Linked DNA regions of Rattus norvegicus: region 2 is linked to region 1. The links are chromatin contacts, called in public Hi-C maps. All regions are on one chromosome and are shown on one strand. Each heading gives the region's core, a stretch centred on a gene start, on an enhancer-like site or on the middle of the called end of the contact. The rest is flanking DNA. Distances are from core to core; before and after follow the strand shown. Region 1 overlaps Ccbe1 (collagen and calcium binding EGF domains 1). Region 2 overlaps Ccbe1 (collagen and calcium binding EGF domains 1).

The links. Hi-C and Micro-C count contacts between places; a contact is called where the count stands out from the background.
Region 2: a Hi-C map of the A7r5 cell line shows a contact between it and region 1, with 3 times the contacts expected there. The contact joins two enhancer-like sites. A contact is called at or near these places in 6 of 12 Hi-C or Micro-C datasets (the A7r5 cell line, the Rat2 cell line, Schwann cells and 3 more).

Annotation. Positions count from the first base shown.
Region 1 is chr18:61,875,491-61,880,161 of GRCr8, reverse strand. It overlaps Ccbe1 (collagen and calcium binding EGF domains 1), which reads left to right. Exons shown (of 11, transcript XM_017601124.3): 4 at 3,118-3,252. Among named protein-coding and RNA genes, the nearest start is that of Lman1, 77 kb to the right of the region's middle. Within about 2 kb of position 2,386, at least 7 of the 93 cell types and tissues checked have an H3K27ac peak or open chromatin away from gene starts, as enhancers often do. A contact at or near this core is called in the A7r5 cell line, where this site is marked.
Region 2 is chr18:62,016,389-62,021,059 of GRCr8, reverse strand. The region is part of intron 2 of Ccbe1 (collagen and calcium binding EGF domains 1); the gene reads left to right. Among named protein-coding and RNA genes, the nearest start is that of Ccbe1, 75 kb to the left of the region's middle. Within about 2 kb of position 2,324, at least 39 of the 93 cell types and tissues checked have an H3K27ac peak or open chromatin away from gene starts, as enhancers often do. A contact at or near this core is called in the A7r5 cell line, where this site is marked.

The DNA of each region.
Region 1 (4,671 bases), core at 1,137-3,636:
TGCCCCTCAGAATCGAGTGTTCAAATTAGGAATACTTTACATACATAAAAAGCGTGGATTAGTTGAGCAAGGGTTGATCAGCACAAAGCTCAGCCTTCTTGAGGATGGCCCAGCAGTGTTACATACAGCGGATTTAAAGGTGAAGAATTATGCTTAAGCTGTTTACACCAGAGACTCTGGGGCTGAATTAGAATAATGCCAAGAGAAACAGAGCTGAGACGATAGAAAGGAGATAAAATTTAAAGATAGGAGCTTCGTGACTGAAAGTGGGTGGGCCCAGTGAAAACAAGCGTCAAACAGAAAGGGCTGAATAAGTTCATTACCTTTGCTCCCCTCAGAAACCTACAAAGTGGGAAAGACACAAATACACAAGATCAAAAGGAACGGAAGAGCAGACATCAGCAACAAAACGTTAGAAGCTAGAGAACAGACCTCGGGGTAGGAAAAAAAAACTTAGCAAGATGGGGAAAATGAAGCCTTAACCAGCACCAGGAAAAGCTAGGGACAACTGACTTCATAGCAAAACAGATAGTTAATCTCAAGATCATTACAAAAGCCAGAAGAACAAGCCAGTGAGCAGTACTCCATGGTCACTGCATCGGCTCTGTCCCTGCCCTGCCTGAGTTTCTACTCTGACTTCTCTGTGATATGAAACTATAACATGAAATAAACCCTTTCCTACCAAAAAAGTAAGCAAAACAGAAGGGGCCAAGGGGAACTCGGTTGATGACATACATACGGTACAACCACAAGAACCTGTGTTCGGATTCCCAGTGCTCACATTAAAATGCCCAGGGATCTATGTGTAACTGCAGAATTTTTAGAGACAGAGGTAAATGGAATCCTGGGACTCATTGAACAGCAAGTCTTCCAGATTTGGGGAGCCTCCAGTTTCAGTGAGAGACCCTCTTTCAATAAGTGAGGGAGAGCACGCCCAAGAAAAACATCCAACATTGACCACTGACCCCCACTCACATGTACATGAAAACACAAAAACAGAAAGAAACGAATTAGCTAACTGTTAAAGAGGTTGCCCTCCCAGATCTTGTTCTGTATCAGACAGACAGAACACTGACCCTGACATGAGGCCGAGATAGTTCTGAGAAGGTGAAGCACCGGCTTCCAAAACAGTCAGATGACAGCAAAAGCCCAGAACTTAAAACAGGGGCATTCAACTCATGTTCAAGCCTTGCCCGTTCAAACACCAAGCCTGGGTCTCTGTTCATTTGAGATCTAGTGACTTAATCTCGGGCAAATATTTGGGAGTATTACATGGTATTACATGACATCAATAGTAGCCATGACTAAGACAGTATCTCTGGATGGATCCTAGACCTCTGGGGCACTAGACAGCAAGGACTGTTGCTCTGAACTCAGAGAACGTGACCCATGGATCTTGAACCCATACTTTGGGGGATGGCTGTTGCTGCTGACTACCGAAATAAAAATGTCCACAGACCCAAGATAAAACATAGCCCAGATAAAAGAAGGTGACACAGGTTTGAAACCAATAGCAACCCAGAAACATAGGGTTATCTTAGTTCTGGAAAACCCAAAAACAGAGTTATCTAGGGCTATCTTAATTCCGGGGGAGTAAAACAGGGTCCCCAAAAGATAAACAGTCAGAGTTTATGCCTAAACTCAGCAGAGAACAGCTTTCAGATCGCCAGTGTTTTACAAACAGGAACATCTCATTCAACTAAGATTCCTAAGAAATCGCTGACAAGATGGAGAGAGTGAGAAGTGTGTTGTTCAAGGAGTGCACGGAGATGATAAAGAAGCTAAACACACCTCTTGCGTGACTGGAAATCAACAGGGAGTGCTTTAAGGAAAGATGTGAGCTGGCCATTGCAGGTGCAGAGGTGAATGTGAGAAGTATGACTCACTGGATGAGGGCAGAAGTGACACCCTGGGGAAGCAGGAATAGAAGGGGGCACTGGCACAGTTGCTTCTCACAGCAAGCCTTGCTGGGTACCACAGTTGGCACTAGTTCTTCAGGCAGGCCATCTTGTCTTTCCTCCTCTCTGTGGTTGCTACCCAATGACGGTAACCACTGGTTGGAAAGGATGACTCACCAGCCATCCTGAGACCTTGCTCTCAAGCCAAAGGAACCTAGAATTTCATTGAGAAAATTCTATATAACCACAGTTTGCAAGGCCAGCCATTCTCTATGCGGGCAGAGCAGACCTGGACTTTCACCTGTGGGAAGGAATGCTCAGAAAGGGCAACTTGAGGTCACCATGAGACTGACGTGTCACGCTAACTCAGCCTATATCAAGAGATGACAAGCCCACCTGTTTGGCTTCATATATACCAGAGCAGAGCTGAGTAGAGCAGAGCCAGGCTCTCTCTGTATCCAAGGAGACTGCATCTGTCAGCACATGAGGCGAGCAGAGGTGATTAATGAGATACTGAGTCTTGGCTGGGAGCAAATGCTGAGCCCGAGCTACTGACTTAGAGCCAAAGGCCCTTCAAGAGATGCATTAAACACCAGTTCATCAGTTCCCAGAGGAGCATATACCCTAGTTCCTTGGGTAATAGAGAACTACTCGAATTTACACAGGCTGCAGGCTGGTAAGACATTTATAGCCACTCAAATGTGTCCAAGTCCTTTTCTCAGAGTGCAGGACCAACCCTCCTGGGAGTACCCTGTAACACTTGCTTGTTCAAACACAGGCTCTGAGAAGTCTCCACAGCTCAGAAGTATCCGTGCTACTTCTCAGAGCCTGCCTGACCCCAAGCCCTTCCTCTCACAGCAACCGTCACCAGCCCTGGCCTGTCTTTACACTCTTCCGGAAGGAGTACACGATCTGTAACATGTGAAGGAAAAGACAAAGCAGGTCTCATGGATGCTGCAGCACACGGATGCTGTGGTACCAGGCCACACTCTGGATAGGGATAAAAACAGGAGGCTGAGGAGGTGACTTGGGAAAGAAAATTCTAGTAACAGTCACTGTTAGTCAGGGAGAGGCCGTGCATTAAATCATCCGTTGTGGCACCAGTCACACCTCACATTTTAACCCGTACCAAAGAGCAGCCCTCAAAAGTCTGTTCCAGGCTACAGCTCGGTCACCCACCTCACGCTGAGATTGATGTGAATCCACTCTTCTCTTCCAGATTATGACATTTGTGCCCAAGCTCCCTGTGAACAGCAATGCACGGATAACTTCGGCCGTGTGCTGTGCACGTGCTATCCAGGATACCGATATGACCGAGAGAGGCACCAAAAGCGGGAGAAGCCATACTGCCTGGGTGCGTAGGAAATGAGTGCGTTTCCAGCTCCCAGGGACATGCTGGGTCCTGGTAGTTCTTGTTTTTTTTTTGTTGTTGTTGTTTGTTTTTTTGTTTGTTTGTTTGTTTGTTTGTTTTTTTCTTTTTGGTGAATTTGTGGCAGCTGTAGGACCAGTTCAGAGGAGCCACTCCAATGTGTGATTCTTCCCCTGAAGTCCTTGTACTTGCGGGATGGAGTGTTGTTTGGTTTTAGCCTGTGGGTCACCCAATGGCTTTCTTTTAGCATGTTTATCAAAACATATTGTTTACAAGGATGCCTCTGGGAGTTAGAGCTAGAGGGACACGGGAGAGAGAACAGCTGGAGAAGAGGGACAATGTCCTGCATAACCTAGAATGCTGTAAGACAGAAGAATGAGAGATCAGAAGCCAAGAATCGATCCAACACTTGGGACACAGGCAGGCAGATCCCTAGTTCAAGGCCAGCCTAGTCTACATATTGAGTTCAAGGACAACCAGGTTTACATAGAGAGTTCTTGATACCAAAGAATAAAACAAAATACATCAGAAACATAAAACCACAGGTAAAAGGGATAGGGAGTCCCAGGGACGCGTCCATGTGGCTTCAGCTGGGACCTCCAGCCTCTAGGTGACAGTATGTACTGCCAGGGGAACGCCCATATTGCCATGCTCTCCCTGGCCCCCTCAGCTCCTGTCAGCGTAAGGTCTTTGGCAACTTGACTAGGGAGCATTTGGGAAGCTGTCATCTGCCTGCAGCTCAGGGCTGGGTTCTGCGTCCCTCGTGTGTGGAGTGTGAGGTCAAGTCAGTTTTCCTCCACACTAACCAGGTCAGGTGTCTTCACCCAGTGGTCAGGAAACAGAGCACAGTATTCTCATTTTTACTGTGGTGAGAAACATTTTTGTTCCCACCCCACTGAGGGACAAAGTCCATGCTGACTCTATTGTGGTCCCTTGTTTGATGATCTCATGGCTCGTTTCCACAACTCACCAGGGGTCAGCTTGGGTCAGTACGCAGCAGTGACTGCCTGGAGAAACCTCTCTCCATGAGGCCCATCTGACTATTTACTTTTGTTAGAAGTAGCTTTTTCCAGTTACTGTCATGACTCTTAACTGAGAAGAGGCCATTCCTAAGTGACCTCTGGGTCACCGTCGCGCTGTTTGGAACTTCCCATTACAAAGAGGGGACTAAAACCTCAGCCGCCAAGCTTCCTGTGAGAAATCAGCCATGTTGCTGGTCCATCTTCCACAGAACCCTGGGGAATGCTTAGGGCTGGCATACTCCGCAGGTGAGTGAGTCTCGGAGACACCAAGTCACATGACAGACAGGAGCTCCACCACTCTAGGTCTATAATGACAGTCACATAGCCCGAAGGGAAGTTTTCATGTACGGCTCACATTCCCAGCACTGGACTTTATCCACAC
Region 2 (4,671 bases), core at 1,075-3,574, 140 kb before region 1:
CCCCTTCACTAAATTTGGCTTCTTGGCTTTCCCCAAAATATCCAAGTACATCTAAGTTTTAGGTACTGAGACTATTTAAAAGAATGTCATAGGGTTTAAAAATCCCAGGAGATAAATTCATCCTAAGTTCTGAGGAATGGCGGAACAGTTGATGGGTGTGCGGTCGCTTAACATGGCCGCTTGACCTGTGCAGGACTTAAAAGGGGCAGCCTGGCATAGTTCTGAAGGTGAAGACTTTCTCACAGGCAGGATGCATCTCTGGAGGTCCGAATGGGAAGAGAGACAGTGATGGAATGTGCCCTAGGGAGAAGGTGGGCAGGTGGAAGAGACTGTGGAAGGATGCGGAGAAAAAGTGGATTTGAGCTAATCCTGGGGCAGTCAGCTCCTAGTCAGGACACATTTGGGTCAATTGCTTTGCACCATTGTCTTGAGGCTGTCCGATAGTGTTGCTTACTCATTTACGTGGATCCTGAGTGAGAATCATTCCACAGCTTGATTCCAGCCAATGGTGATGCCAGTCTGTATGTAGCCCATGGTGGTGACTTTCTGGTGGGATCTAATCTGAAAGCCAACAGTGAAGACAGTGACTCTACGCTAAAGAGACAGGCCTTCCATTTCCTTCTGCAGGGTCACAACCACACGTGTCAGTTCTTTTTGGGGCGCTGGGAACACAGTGTCTGACAAACAAGGGGGCGACAATTTGCGTTGGCTCATAGCTTCAGATGGTTTTAGTTCATCAGGTAGGGAAAGCATTGCAGAGTAGCTCAGGTCATGGCAACATGAACCTGTGTGAGAGACTGTTCCCATCATGGTAGTCAGGTACACAGGGCATCAGGAAACAGGGGCCAGGTATACATTTCAGAGGCCCACCACCAATGACTCACTATGCTACTTCTATCACAGTGGTGCCCCCCAATGGGAGCAAAATTATCAAAACATGAGCCTGTGGAGAACACTTGAGATTCAAAGGCCTTCATGTGTCACATACACTTCGTGAGGAAGTCTATGGCTCTGAGGAGATCGCTGACTGTTCTGATTCCCTTTGTATCCTTCAGTAAACTGGAGATAGCCCCAGCGCAGGTCACATGTGGTGGAGACTTCTCTAATGATGGCTACAATTAGTTCAGACCTGAGGAAGGCAGATCTACGCAGGTGTACTGTCTGCCTGCACGTCCTCAACCTGCTCTGTATTAGCCCCGCCTGGTCTGAATGTGCTGCAGCTGGAGTATGTGGCTTTAGCTGTTTTCTTTTAGAAGTTGGGACCACCATGATACGTCCCTGGGCCCAGCCATGTGCTCTGCACAGCTCCAGCATCTTGGGGAATTCTTCAGAGAGAAGTGGCTCAGGGTTCACACAGTTGTCATAGTCCCACTGCGATAAGCAGGACTACTCTGGTCCCTGTCACTTTCTTCCCTATGGTCTACCCCCTTTATTCCTGTAGCTTCTTCCATAGAAAAACAAAGTCCAGGTGCCCCCGTAGGTTTGGCCAGCACATTTCCATTGGGCTCCTAAATTGGAATATCTTGTTACAGGCAGCATCAGGATCTGGGTAACTGAATGTAGGTTGACAAACCCATTTTAAAGTCCTAAGAGGCCACAACTTCTTCTCTGGACAGCTGTAAGGCATGGCTACACAGCCAGGGTGGAGGGTGGGTGGGATGGACTGTGTTCTCTTCTAATTCTCCAGATAGAATCAGAGAAGTGGGATTATATTTACCCAGGGTAATCTCCCCCAAACACTAAACCAGTGAATGAGGAAATGTTAAGGTCTGAACTGAAAGGGGAACATTTTGAAAACAGTGTGTATGTGTGTGAGCAAGTGTACACTGGAGCACACACGATCAGAGGAATCCTGGGCGGGCTGCCACTTCCCTCCTGGGACAGTCACTCCCTTCCTTTAACCCGGTAGGCCTTAGGGACTGATTGTCAGGCTTGGTGGCAGACACCTAAGCCTTCTCACTCAGCAACCTCCCCATGAGAGGAAAATTTGTAGGCGATTTAAGAGGACACTGTAAGCCTTTGCTCTTACAGTATAGAAAAGCAGGTACTTCTGCTGTGCTCCCAGCTCCCCCTCCTCCCCTTAACTTTCTCTTCCCTTTTCCTCTGCCCTTCCCTTCTACCCCTCCTTCCCTGGGTCCTCCCCCTCCCAGTGTTGCTTTTCTTGTTGCTTGCTCCGACAGCATAGCTGATGAAAGTAATATAAGGGAGACTTGATTTGGGCTCACAATTTAAGGAGGCAGGCAGGCATGGTGGCAGGAGGGGGCACTCAACAAGCAAACAGACAGGAAGTAGGCTGGTTACAGAAGCTCAGAGCCTACCCTGGTGACTCACTTCCTCCAGTAAAGTTCTACCTCTTAAAGGCACAGCAATGCCAAACAGCGCCACTGGCTGGGATCTGAGTGTTTAAACAGATGAGCCTCAGGGGAGACACTTCACGTGTGAACCACACCTCGTCCCTGTCCCTTCCCTTGTTGTGGCTCCCTCTCACGATGAAGTTTACAGTGATGAGGGACAGGTTCGTAGACCTGCTGACTAGGTAGGGATGTCTGGCTTGCTGCTGTATTCTCTGTACCCAAGCATTAAAAAAATGGAGGGCTCTCCGCCTGAGTGACGTAGACCATGAAGCGTCTGTGAAAATAACTCTGTCCAAGGTGAGGTTAGATAAATTCAGCCGGAATGATTTAAGGCCCCCTTTCCTCGTGAAACATAACGGGAGTTAAAATATCTATGGCTTTCAAAACAAATCTAAAATTCATTTGGCACCATAAACCAGAGAGAATATGAAAAAAAATTCCAAATGAGAATTATGGTATGTAGATAGCCTGACCAGATAATAAAAAAAATATATAGCACTAGGATCACTTTTTCACAGTGTTGGCCGAAAGTACTTATGTGGCACAGGATAAATCAGAGGAGGAACTCGAGGTCTGAGACTTCATTACAGGAGAAGGCAGGTGTCACACATTCTTTACGGAGCTTAGAGCAACTGGCTTTCAGCTCGAAAAGAGAGCACTCTAGTGGCATTGCACAGTTATGAGGTAAGAAGAACTAGCGTTTTAGGATATAGGTGCATGTATAATTCATGACATTGCCACAATCTTGGAGTTATTCCCTGCTTCCCATGAATATTTTTAGGCTAATAGAAGAAAGGCTTAACTTCCAAATGCTTAAAAATTCAGTATAAAACCTTAGCAGATGATCTGTAGTTGTGATCGTTTTAAGAGCCCTAATAGAATGCTGTACAGTTAATTGTACGTCACATGATTCGAAGGGTAACAAACGTCCCTTCTTTATTCTCTCCACCATCAGATACATAATTATAAACTGCAATTACACTGTGTAACTGTAATCGTGAAAAGTTTCTTAGTCTGGACATCCAGGATCTCAGCACTCGGGAGGCTGAGGCAGGAGGATCATGAGTTCAAGGACAGCCTGGGCACTATAGAGAGACCTTGTCTCAAAAAAAAAAAAAAAAAAAAAAAAAAGGAATCTTGAATCTGGATATGTGGCAGACACACTCTAATGATTCCTGAGGGCTTTGTTTAGCCCAAGCATCAAAGACTCATCCACTTTTTAATGGCCTCCATGTTTAGCTTCAAAGACAGACTTCTGTGAGAAAAGTGTCTTGGATGTATGTAATTGAAGGTTACTCTGTTAGTTTATTGGGAGCTATTTCTCTGGCTGCAAGTCAATATTCTTTGCACTCAAACCACCACAAATATTTTTTCTTTTATTGAAAATAAATTGTTTTCATACAGTATATTCTGGTTCTGACTTCCCCTCTTTCTCCTCCTCTCCCCCCTCCCCACTCACCTGCACTCCCTTCTTGTCTCTAGTTAGGAAACAAATAGGCTTCTAAGGGATAATAATAAAGTAATATAATAACATAAGACAAAATCAAACGAATTAGAATAGGACAAAACAAACAGGCAGAAGGAAAAAGGTCCAAGAGAAAGTACAAGAAAGAGAGAGATGAAGAAACCCACTTGTTTGCACATTCAGTAATTCCATTAAAACATACAGCAGGAAGCCAAAACATACGTGCAAAAGACCTGTAGGGTAAAAAACTGAAATAAGAAAAACCCTCCATATGGCATTATGAGAATTGGAAACATCAATGCTGTACACTTGAGCTCATTTACTGTCGAACTTCCCTTAAGAGTAGCTTGTTTCCGGAGGGAGCCTCCCCAAGAGAAAAACTAAATTCTCCTTGACAAGTGGTTATCAGTCAGAGAGATTGTCAGGGCTAGGGATGGGGCATGAGTTTACTTCTCTTTTCAGCTCTAGGACTCCATCTAATGCAGACCTGGAGGGGCTGTGCATGCTGCCTCAGTCTCTGTGAGTTGGTCCTGACGTGTTTAAAAGACCTTGATTTATTGGTGTCCCCCGACCCTTCTGGCTTTTATTCTCTTTCTGCCTCTACTCTCACAGGGTTCCCTGAACCCCGAGGGGAGGAATTTGATGGAGATAACCCAATAAGAACTGAGTGTTCCAAACTCTCTCACTCTCTGTGTCTTGTCTAGCTGTGGGTCTTTGTTCTCATCGACGACAGGAAGAAGCTTCTCTGATGATGACTGATCAAGACACTGATCTATGAACACAGCAGAATGCCGTTAGGATATTTTGTTGCTGCGTTCCTACAGGGAAACAGTGGTATATTTTGTTTATCCC